Linked DNA regions of Sus scrofa: region 2 is linked to region 1. The links are chromatin contacts, called in public promoter capture Hi-C maps. All regions are on one chromosome and are shown on one strand. The core of a region is the stretch at or near the end of the contact, and the rest is flanking DNA. Distances in the headings are between cores, read along the strand shown. Region 1 overlaps WWP2 (NEDD4-like E3 ubiquitin-protein ligase WWP2). Region 2 holds the start of TERF2 (telomeric repeat-binding factor 2).

What was found. Promoter capture Hi-C pulls out the DNA fragments that hold promoters and counts their contacts.
Region 2: a promoter capture Hi-C map of liver shows a contact between it and region 1, with 11 times the contacts expected there. The contact joins the promoter of TERF2 here to the enhancer-like site in region 1. A contact is called at or near these places in 2 of 5 promoter capture datasets (fetal liver and liver), 14 of 47 Hi-C or Micro-C datasets (adipocytes, blood, embryonic fibroblasts and 9 more) and 1 of 2 datasets of contacts at active chromatin or transcription factors (skeletal muscle).

What each region holds. Positions count from the first base shown.
Region 1 is chr6:17,067,075-17,071,442 of Sscrofa11.1, forward strand. WWP2 (NEDD4-like E3 ubiquitin-protein ligase WWP2) reads right to left here. Exons shown (of 24, transcript XM_021093861.1): 22 at 4,256-4,352; 23 at 3,994-4,066; 24 at 1,706-3,517. The coding sequence ends at 3,418. Among named protein-coding and RNA genes, the nearest start is that of MIR140, 8.3 kb to the right of the region's middle. Within about 2 kb of position 2,312, at least 10 of the 83 cell types and tissues checked have an H3K27ac peak or open chromatin away from gene starts, as enhancers often do. A contact at or near this core is called in liver and omental adipose tissue, where this site is marked.
Region 2 is chr6:17,602,670-17,607,097 of Sscrofa11.1, forward strand. It overlaps TERF2 (telomeric repeat-binding factor 2), which reads left to right and starts at 3,079. Exons shown (of 10, transcript XM_003126908.4): 1 at 3,079-3,580; 2 at 3,690-3,785. The coding sequence starts at 3,202.

The DNA of each region.
Region 1 (4,368 bases), core at 1,062-3,561:
GCCCAGAGTTAGGAGATGGAGAAGTGGAAGAAGAGCCGAAAGGAGAGACAGGGAGCTCATAGACTGAGTGACCAGAGTGGGGCAGCAAGGGGTCCTGTCCACTGCAAAGGCTGGTAAGACAAGAATGTTTCTGAAGGGCAACTGGGTAGAATCTATCTGGAAGGATCCAAAAGAAACCAGCGACAATGCCTGCTGGGTAGAATCTATCTGGAAGGATCCAAAAGAAACCAGCGACAATGCCTGCCTCCAGAAGGTGATCAGAATGGCTAAGGAACAAAGGAGGGGGGCTTTCACAGTGGACCCTTTCTAGCCTGGAGTTTGAAACCTTTTTAAAAGTTTTTAAATTAAAAATAGAGGTGCACAGGAGTTCTCCCCGTAGCGCAGTGGTTAACAAATCTGACTAGGAACCATGAGGTTGCGGGTTCAATCCCTGGCCTCACTCAGTGGGTTAAGGATCTGGCGTTGCAGTGAGCTGTGGTGTAGTTTGCAGGCACGGCTCAGATCCCGCATTGCTGTGGCTGTGGTGTAGGCAGGCGGCTGCAGCTCTGATTAGACCCCTAGCCTGGGAACCTCCCTATGCCACGGGTGCGGCCCTAGAAAAGACCAAAAAAGAAAAAAAAAAAAGTGCATAATCAACAGTCCAACTCCAGGACGGGCCCCTCCTGGAAAAGCAGCATCGATGCACAAGACCTGGCCAACAGCATTCACCAGCAAACTGGACACAAATGCAATGCCTGTTCGGACAAAGACGGGTGTGCTACAGAACAGCCATACCGTGGACTATCACGCCCTAAAGAATTCATTGGACCTATGCTGACAATCATGGAAAGGTGTCCCTAATACCTCATTTAATGAGATAAGCTGCTCAACATGTATGTCATTTTTGGTGTATTTTCCAACTATATGTATATATGATTTATACACACAAAATTGTTTGGAAGGACCACCCACTGAACAGCAGTTACTTGTGGGGAGAACAGTTTCACCGAGAGGTGTCTTACTTGAATTGATTATGAGATGTCTGTATAATGTATAGACTTCGGTGGATCATTTCCTCGAAAGTACGGCACTGCCCTGTCAAGTGGAGAAAGGCTTCGGAGTTGGGGGGTAGTGAATTCGGCTCATGAACTCCAGGAAGGAGGTGCTCTGTACATCTCTGCCTCCCCTGGAAAGAAGCCTGATCACAGCAAGGCTTGATCCAGGACAAAGTCATTTCCATGTCGAAAGCACCAAGACCGCACTGATGGGTCCCATCGGAACCCTTCAAGAAAGGGGTCAGCAAGCCCTTGTCTGACCAAGAGCCCAAGACCAGAGAGCCCTCTGCACCATCAGGGAACTCAAGAGATCCCAGGAAATGTTTCTCGAATGAATGATCGCCCAGAACACTGTCCCCAGGAGCTGGTGCCCGAAGCCTGTCTAACCTGTAGCCTCATCTCTTGGCACTCCTGTGCCACAGCACCTGCCCAAAGAGACCCAGGCCAAAAGGGTGCCGCGAACCAAGTGACGGAGGGCTGAAGTCTGGAACCCCTGGACAAGGACACAGCAACCTGTCAGAAGTGCGGCTGTCTTGGTAGATGACGCACACAATTCTCAAAACCAGCAAGGTCATGGAATTTCCACCCAGTCTGGACCTGGAGGGTGTGTGGGGCCCAGAGGCCTTTTGCCTGGAGGACAGAGATTTGGACACATCCACGCCAACACCACCCACAGCTGCTGATTGTTTATTGCACAAGAAACTGGCAATACCGAGGCAAGGGCGGGGAGCGTTACAAAACAATCTGGTGACCACCTCAGAGCTACCAAAGGGCATTCCGTACAGACACCTCAGTTATATACACATATGTACACACACACCCACATGAACACACTCCGCACACCCAGAGCCCGAGGCTTCCAAACCCCGCCTGGCAGCTGGCACCCCAACCCCCAACACGGTGAGATGCTGCAGGGAAGCACGGCAAACGATTCCAGGGAAGGAAAAATGGTTGAGCCGCGATGAACTGAGCCGCTGACATCAGCACGCGCAACAGAGCGGCCAGGGCCCTCCTCCCTGGGCCGGGCCAGGGAAGGACGAGGCCCTGGGACCATGACAGGGTCCTCAGAAGGCCCCTGGACCGGCCCGAGGGCTGCATGGGGGCCCCGCGACAGTCACCACTCCAGCTTCCCAGAGGAGTGTGTTCACCTTGACGATTGCAACACATGGCAGGATGCCCACGGCAGAGGCTGGCGGGAGCTCCAGAAATCAGGCCCGACTGGGCATGGCAGCTCAGGGCCCTTCTGCTGGTTTCCTACAAGCAGCTGTCGCCTCACTTGGAGGCAGAGTAGGCTCACTCCACAGTGGCTGCGTCCCACCTCATTCTCCACCCGGACGCACGGGCTGCCTGGAGGTCCAGGGACTTGAGCCCCATCGCTACATCTAGCGGTGGTGGGGGCGGGGGGGGTTCTTCGCGGAGGGAGAGGGCAAGGTTGGGGTGGCACTCGGGACAACAGCGCCCTTCCCTCTCTGTCAGGGCTCGGGGACAAGGCTGCTGTGAAGCTGAGCTGCCAGGTCAGGCCTGCCTGAGCTCACACAACTGCTGAGCAGGTTCCTAAGTGGAGCCGCTGTTGGGGCAATTCTTGGACAAACAGGGCTGGGGCCGTCGAGGTCCTAGCCATGCCTGGCACGCCAGCTCCTTGATGGAAAGTGACAGCAGCATAGCAACCACGAAACACAAAGCAACCCCACACACAAAATGCTTCAAGTTTATGTCAAAGGGAAAAGAAAGTCTGAGGGCGTTTGCTGTTTCCATCCCACTGACATGACCCTTTATCTGCTGGAAAGAACGAACGGGCCCGCGCCGAGTGCAGGAAGGGGCCTTGCTGCTCGGCCTCGGGAGCTAGAGCCATTGAGGGAGGTGGCCTAGATCCAGAGCTCCTCTCCCTCAGACCTTCCTTTACACAGGTCACTGGAAAGTTCCATATAAAACAGAACCTCTTTTACTGGCGAAGACCTTGGGCTTCCTTAGCCCAGAACACCTACCCCGAGTGGCCGGTCTCCTTCTCACCTAGCCAGCCCGTGAGGCCCAGGGCTTGGGCTCGGGCGCCCTGCCTGGCACCCTCACACACAGCTAGGGCGGGTCTCGGGGAGAAGGAGGGTGAGCTCTGCACAGAGGGGCAGCTCTCCCGACACTGCAGTGGGTGATGGGGCCGAGGGTGACATGGGGGCTTTATTCCAGGCTGCCACCAGTGGGTAGGAGGGAGGGGCAGGCGGGACCTCTTGAAGGCAGGCTCTGCCGCCACCGGCCTGACGACGCTGTGGTCCCACACGGGGCCACCGTCTGCAGGGGCCTCCCGGGGGCTGCGCAGCCAGCAGCCTCTCGGGCAGGGAGGACTCAGGACTGCATATGTGCTGGGGGGCGTGGGAGAGGGCGGCCTCAGCTACTCCTGTCCGAAGCCCTCGGTCTCCTCGATGGCGTACAGCAGCTTCTCTTTCAGCTGTTCGTAGCTCTTGTATGGTGGGAGGTCCAGCCGGTTGAAACTGGTGAGAAAGAATTGGGCAGACAGCACAGGGAGGTCAGAGCTCTCACAGCCACCGGGGGTCCACATAGAACCCCACCACCACCACCCCACTGCGCTCAACCGTGATGCCAGGCAGACAGATCCTGGGACAGGGTTCTCTGCTGTGTCCCTGGACCAAGCAGGGCTTAGAGGAGGCAGGGCTGCAGGGGAGATGGGGAACAACAGGGGGCGCTCGGAACAGCAGCTCTTTGCCTACTTGAAGAGGGTGTTTCAGTAGTGAACCCCTGGGGTGGCCAACAGAGCGCGGAACTGCGTGACAGCTCCCAAAGGTCAGAGGCCCAGGCATGCCACACCCCTCCTCTCTAAGCCCAACACCCAGAGCTACTCAAGAGTGGCCAGTGTCAAGGCCCTGAAGACACCTCGCCCACTGGGCTGCCTTCTGGCGCTCTCCCGGCCTCAGGTTCCTGCCACCTCCCCTCCAACCAACACACTCACCAGGTGTGGCTCCTGGGCAGCCAAGTTTCCTTGCCAACCTTGTCAATGCAAAACTTCTGTGGCCCATTGCTTCCTGTGGTCCGGAAAAATGCACTGTGTGTCACAGGATGGTCCCTTCCGAAGGCAGGACCCTCCGGCTCCAACCGCTGAAGGCTCAGCCTCCCTCCCACTGATCTGCTTCCAGGAAGACACTAGGTCCTGCCCCCTTCTTTGAGCTGTCCTCACCCCCCCAAGGGCACCCGCAGGCCAAGGGGAAATGTACCAATGAGTTCGACGAAGCCCCCAACGGGCAGGCGGCAGGTCCCAGTGACAAACTGCAGCAGCCGGATCCTCTTCTCGTTGTCCATCTCCTTCACCACCTGCAGCTCCACAAGC
Region 2 (4,428 bases), core at 1,829-4,328, 540 kb after region 1:
GTCTTTTTAGGGCTGCACTGCAGCATATGGAAGTTTCTAGGCTAAGGGTCTAATTGGAGCTACAGTTGCTGGCCTACACTACAGCTCATGGCAACGCTGGATCCTTAAGCCAGGATCAAACCTGGGTCCTCATGGATGCTAGTTGGGTTTGTTAACCACTGAGCCACGAGGGGAACTCTGCAAAATGAGAAGATTTTTGATACAGAAGAGGAGGAAAGACTTTTCAGGCAGGCACTAGGTAAGTTAATTGAAATAGCTCACACTTACTGAGTCCTTACAATAAGCCAAGCCCTTCACAAACAGCACTGGAAATAGTAATTCACTGAACTTTCATACAATCCCCATGAAGTACCTCTATTACTTGTGCTTGAAAGATGAGGAAACAGGAGTTCCCGTCGTGGCGCAGTGGTTAACGAATCCGACTAGGAACCATGAGGTTGCGGGTTCGGTCCCTGCCCTTGCTCAGTGGGTTAATGATCCGGCGTTGCCGTGAGCTGTGGTGTAGGTTGCAGACGCGGCTCGGATCCTGCGTTGCTGTGGCTCTGGCGTAGGCTGGCGGCCACAGCTCCGATTAGACCCCTAGCCTGGGAACCTCCATATGCCGTAGGACCGGCCCAAGAAATAGCAAAAAAAAAAAGAAAGATGAGGAAACAGAAGCACAGAGGTTGTCAAGGAACTTGCTCAAGGTTACACATCTAGCAAATGCAAGAATCAGGATCTGAGGCAGACAACCCAGCCCCTGGTTAAAGCAGGCAGGCTAGGATCACAAAGCAGTCACAATCACCAAAGATCTTTCAGACTGAGAGGCCTCTTCTCCTATTCTGGAATGTCCGCCATTTGGAGATTTTGTCAGACCAAGATCTATACAAATTAAGGTCCATCTCTAATTCATTCAAGGATCCAGCATGTCATTTCACATCCTCAATGAAGCTGCCACTTGCCCTCCTGAGTTGTCCTTTAGTGGCTCCAAACTAGATCTCTGCTGATTCTAGTCCGGTGGGGCTGGTAAAACAGCCTTTGAAGCTAGACCAGTTACTGGGCCTCTCAGGGAGGGGGCACACCCACCCACCAGAACTGGGGTTTCTCTATTTAGTCCAGATATGGGTGGTGACACCTATAGGTCACCAGAGACACCTATGGGTCATCAGAGACACCTATAGGTGACTCACATCTTATGTCCCCACTTCCTTCCTACACCCCTGCCAAGCTTACCCAGTCCTTTGGAAATGCCCCTTACTCATTCCCCTGCCTGTGGAAGATACAGTGGATGTGAAAGATAATGATACAACCAATGGAGACATGGGGAATAGGCTTTCCAAGGTCAATGCGGCAAACTTATCACAGAAGTGCAAAGTAAGTTTTAAGAACATGTCCAGCAAAGTGAAGGCTGGAAGTGGATTTGCAACTGGGGTTGGACAAAAAGAGACTTGGAGAAGAGAGAAAAAGTGATTTTTTTAAAAAAGTCCTCTCCGGGTCTATCTACAGGGATAGTAAGGAAGAAAAGAACACAGACAGAGTATCCCACACAGTCACAAGATTGTGTGGTCTGCTGTATCGTATTGAGAAAATCATGACACAAATACATAAGAAATGTGAGGAAGCCCTAAGAATGTCCCTATTTCAGTAAATACAGTTTGCTGGTGGATGTGAAATTAAGTTTCAGTAAATATAATCTGCTGATGGCAGTTTTTCAACATGTATTAAAAGCCTTACTTATGTGCCTACTCAATTCAATCCAACCTCAAGAAATGTGACATGTCCTGAGCTAGGTTCTGGGATGCAAGGTAAACAAGAAGACAAAGTACGTGGCCCCAGAAGTGCTGAGGAAGGATGAAGGAGGGGCAAAGGAGGGAGCACCAAAGGGATTTAACATAACTCAGAAAGTCAAGAAAGGGTGAAATGTCCTTCAAGTGAGGTTTGAAGGACAGGAAGGGTTTCCTTAGGCTGGAATGGACAACATGAAGCTCTGAGCAAACTGAGTAGTAGATGAAAAGGAAGTGATAAAAGTTGTGCATACACATATGAAAAGTGAGCCCAAAATGAGGTTGGCAAATAGGTAACTTCTTCAGACTTTAAAAGTCATGTTAAGGAGTCTGCACTTTGTTCAATAGTAAAAGGGAAGGTTGATGAGTGAATGTCCTGATCTTTGTTCTACTGTGTAATCTATTTTTTTTTTCTTGGCTATGCTTGCAGTATACGGAACTTCTCTGGCCAAGGGTCAAACCAGTGACCTGAGCCACAAGCAGTAGCAATGCCTGATGCTTAACTCTCTGAGCCACCAGGGAAACTCCTCTGTGTATTCTTCGACTCAGTAGTTCTACTTAAAGGAAATTATTCTAAGGAAATAATTATGAATTTGTGCAATGATATAGTTAAAAGGATCTTTCTAACATTTAGATTGTCTAGAATTACAAAATTTTTAAATAGCCTAAACGCCTTACAGTAGTGGTTTATATAAAGGAGGCTTTCATTTCACCCATATATTGGAATGCTATGTAGCTGCTAAAGATACTGTAGAAAAAGTATTTAGTGACATGTAAAGATGTCCACTAGATGCTGAATGCAAAATAAAGGCTCTATAAAATATATATATAACATAATTCTAGTTTTTTTGTGTGTGTATACAAACACACACACAAGGTATACAAAAGACACTGGAAGGCTATAAACCTAAATGTCAGCTTGTTTTTTCATGTGGGGATAAGGCTGACTTAAATGTTAAGCTTTGCATTATTTCTTCCAATTGTTCTACAACAAAATGTGCTATTTTTCTAATTTTAAAAACGTATATGTCTTACATGTCTAGGGGTTTCGTGGTGCCGGCCATATTCTATTTCTTGACCTCGACTGGGTTAACACTGGCCTTTTACTTTAGTAAAATGTAAACTTGTTTAACAAAGTTTCCTCTCTATGTTACATTTCGCGATTTAAAAAATGTTTAATACACACTTCACGCCTTTGTTTTTCAATATTTTATACATAGCCCCGAGTCTCCAGTACAGTGTTACAAAATAGCGGAGGGAAATTGACATTTGACCACAAACCTAGGTTGGTTTAACCCATCTGGCTGCCGTGAACTTCAAGTCCCAGAATGCACTGCGGCCGACACACCGGGAACTACGGAGTCGGAGAGGGGGCCAGGGAGCCCCCGGTCCTTTCCCTCCCAGAAGCCCGCGGGCGCCTCAGAACGGTGTTCGTATCATGGCCGCGGGAGCCGGGACGGCAGGCCCTGCTTCCGGCCCGGGCGTCGTGCGTGACCCGGCGGCGTCACAGTCGGGGAAGCGTCCCGGCAGAGAGGGCGGGGAGGGCGCGCGGCGATCGGACGCGATGGCGGGAGGAGGCGGGAGCAGCGATAGCAGCGGGCGGGCGGCAGGCAGGCGGACGTCCCGCAGCGGCGGGCGGGCTCGGCGGGGGCGCCACGCGCCGCGGCTGGGGGGCGCCGCGGAGCGGGGCGCGGGGGAGGCGCGGCTGGAGGAGGCAGTCAACCGCTGGGTGCTCAAGTTCTACTTCCACGAGGCGCTGCGGGCCTTTCGGGGTAGCCGGTACGAGGACTTCAGGCAGATCCGGGACATCATGCAGGGTGAGGGCCGAGCCGGGAAAGGGAGGCTGGGGGGCTCCTGGGAAGGAGATCTGCGGGGCCCGAGCGTCGGGGCTGGGGGTCGCCGTGCCAACGATGTCTTCTTTCCTAGCTTTGCTTGTCAGGCCCTTGGGGAAGGAGCATACCGTGTCTCGGCTGCTGCGGGTTATGCAGTGTCTGTCGCGCATTGAAGAAGGGGAGAATTTAGGTATGGCTATTTTTATGTTCTTTTCTGGGCTTATTTAGGGTTATGTTGTTTTCAAACTTACATCCGGGACTGAAAGATTCACGATTAAAGTGGGCTGCTATGTTTCGATACAGTGGTCTTTTTCCTTCTAGGATGAGTTTATTCTCTAGTTCTAGTTTTCTACAGTTGGGATTCTCTTGGCTGCTTTTCTCTGTTTTTTTATTTCCTCCCACCTGTTTCTTGCTCGCCCCAACTTTGTTGCTATCTGAAGTGAGTTATGTGAAGATGACCATTTTTCCTCCATAGTGGTGTGTTTTAAAGAACACTTTTTCTCCCCCGGAATTGAACCTCACAGCTGTTTAGCAAAACGGCCTTCAGTTTCTGGCCATTTGTATCTGAGGAAGATGTGAGTATGCTGAAATTTAGATGCAGATGAATGTGTTAAAAAATAAATTTTTTTACCTGTCTTGAAAATTACTGAAAATCACTTGAAATTCATTAATTTGAATCTGGACCGTTAACATGTTTGTAAGTCTGCAGCCAGTATACCAGCAAATTAAATGCAAATCTTAACTATATTTGCATGTTTCTTTTTGATATATATATATATGTATATATATATATATTTGGACATAATTCTTCTGCTCCTTAGAAAATAGGTTAG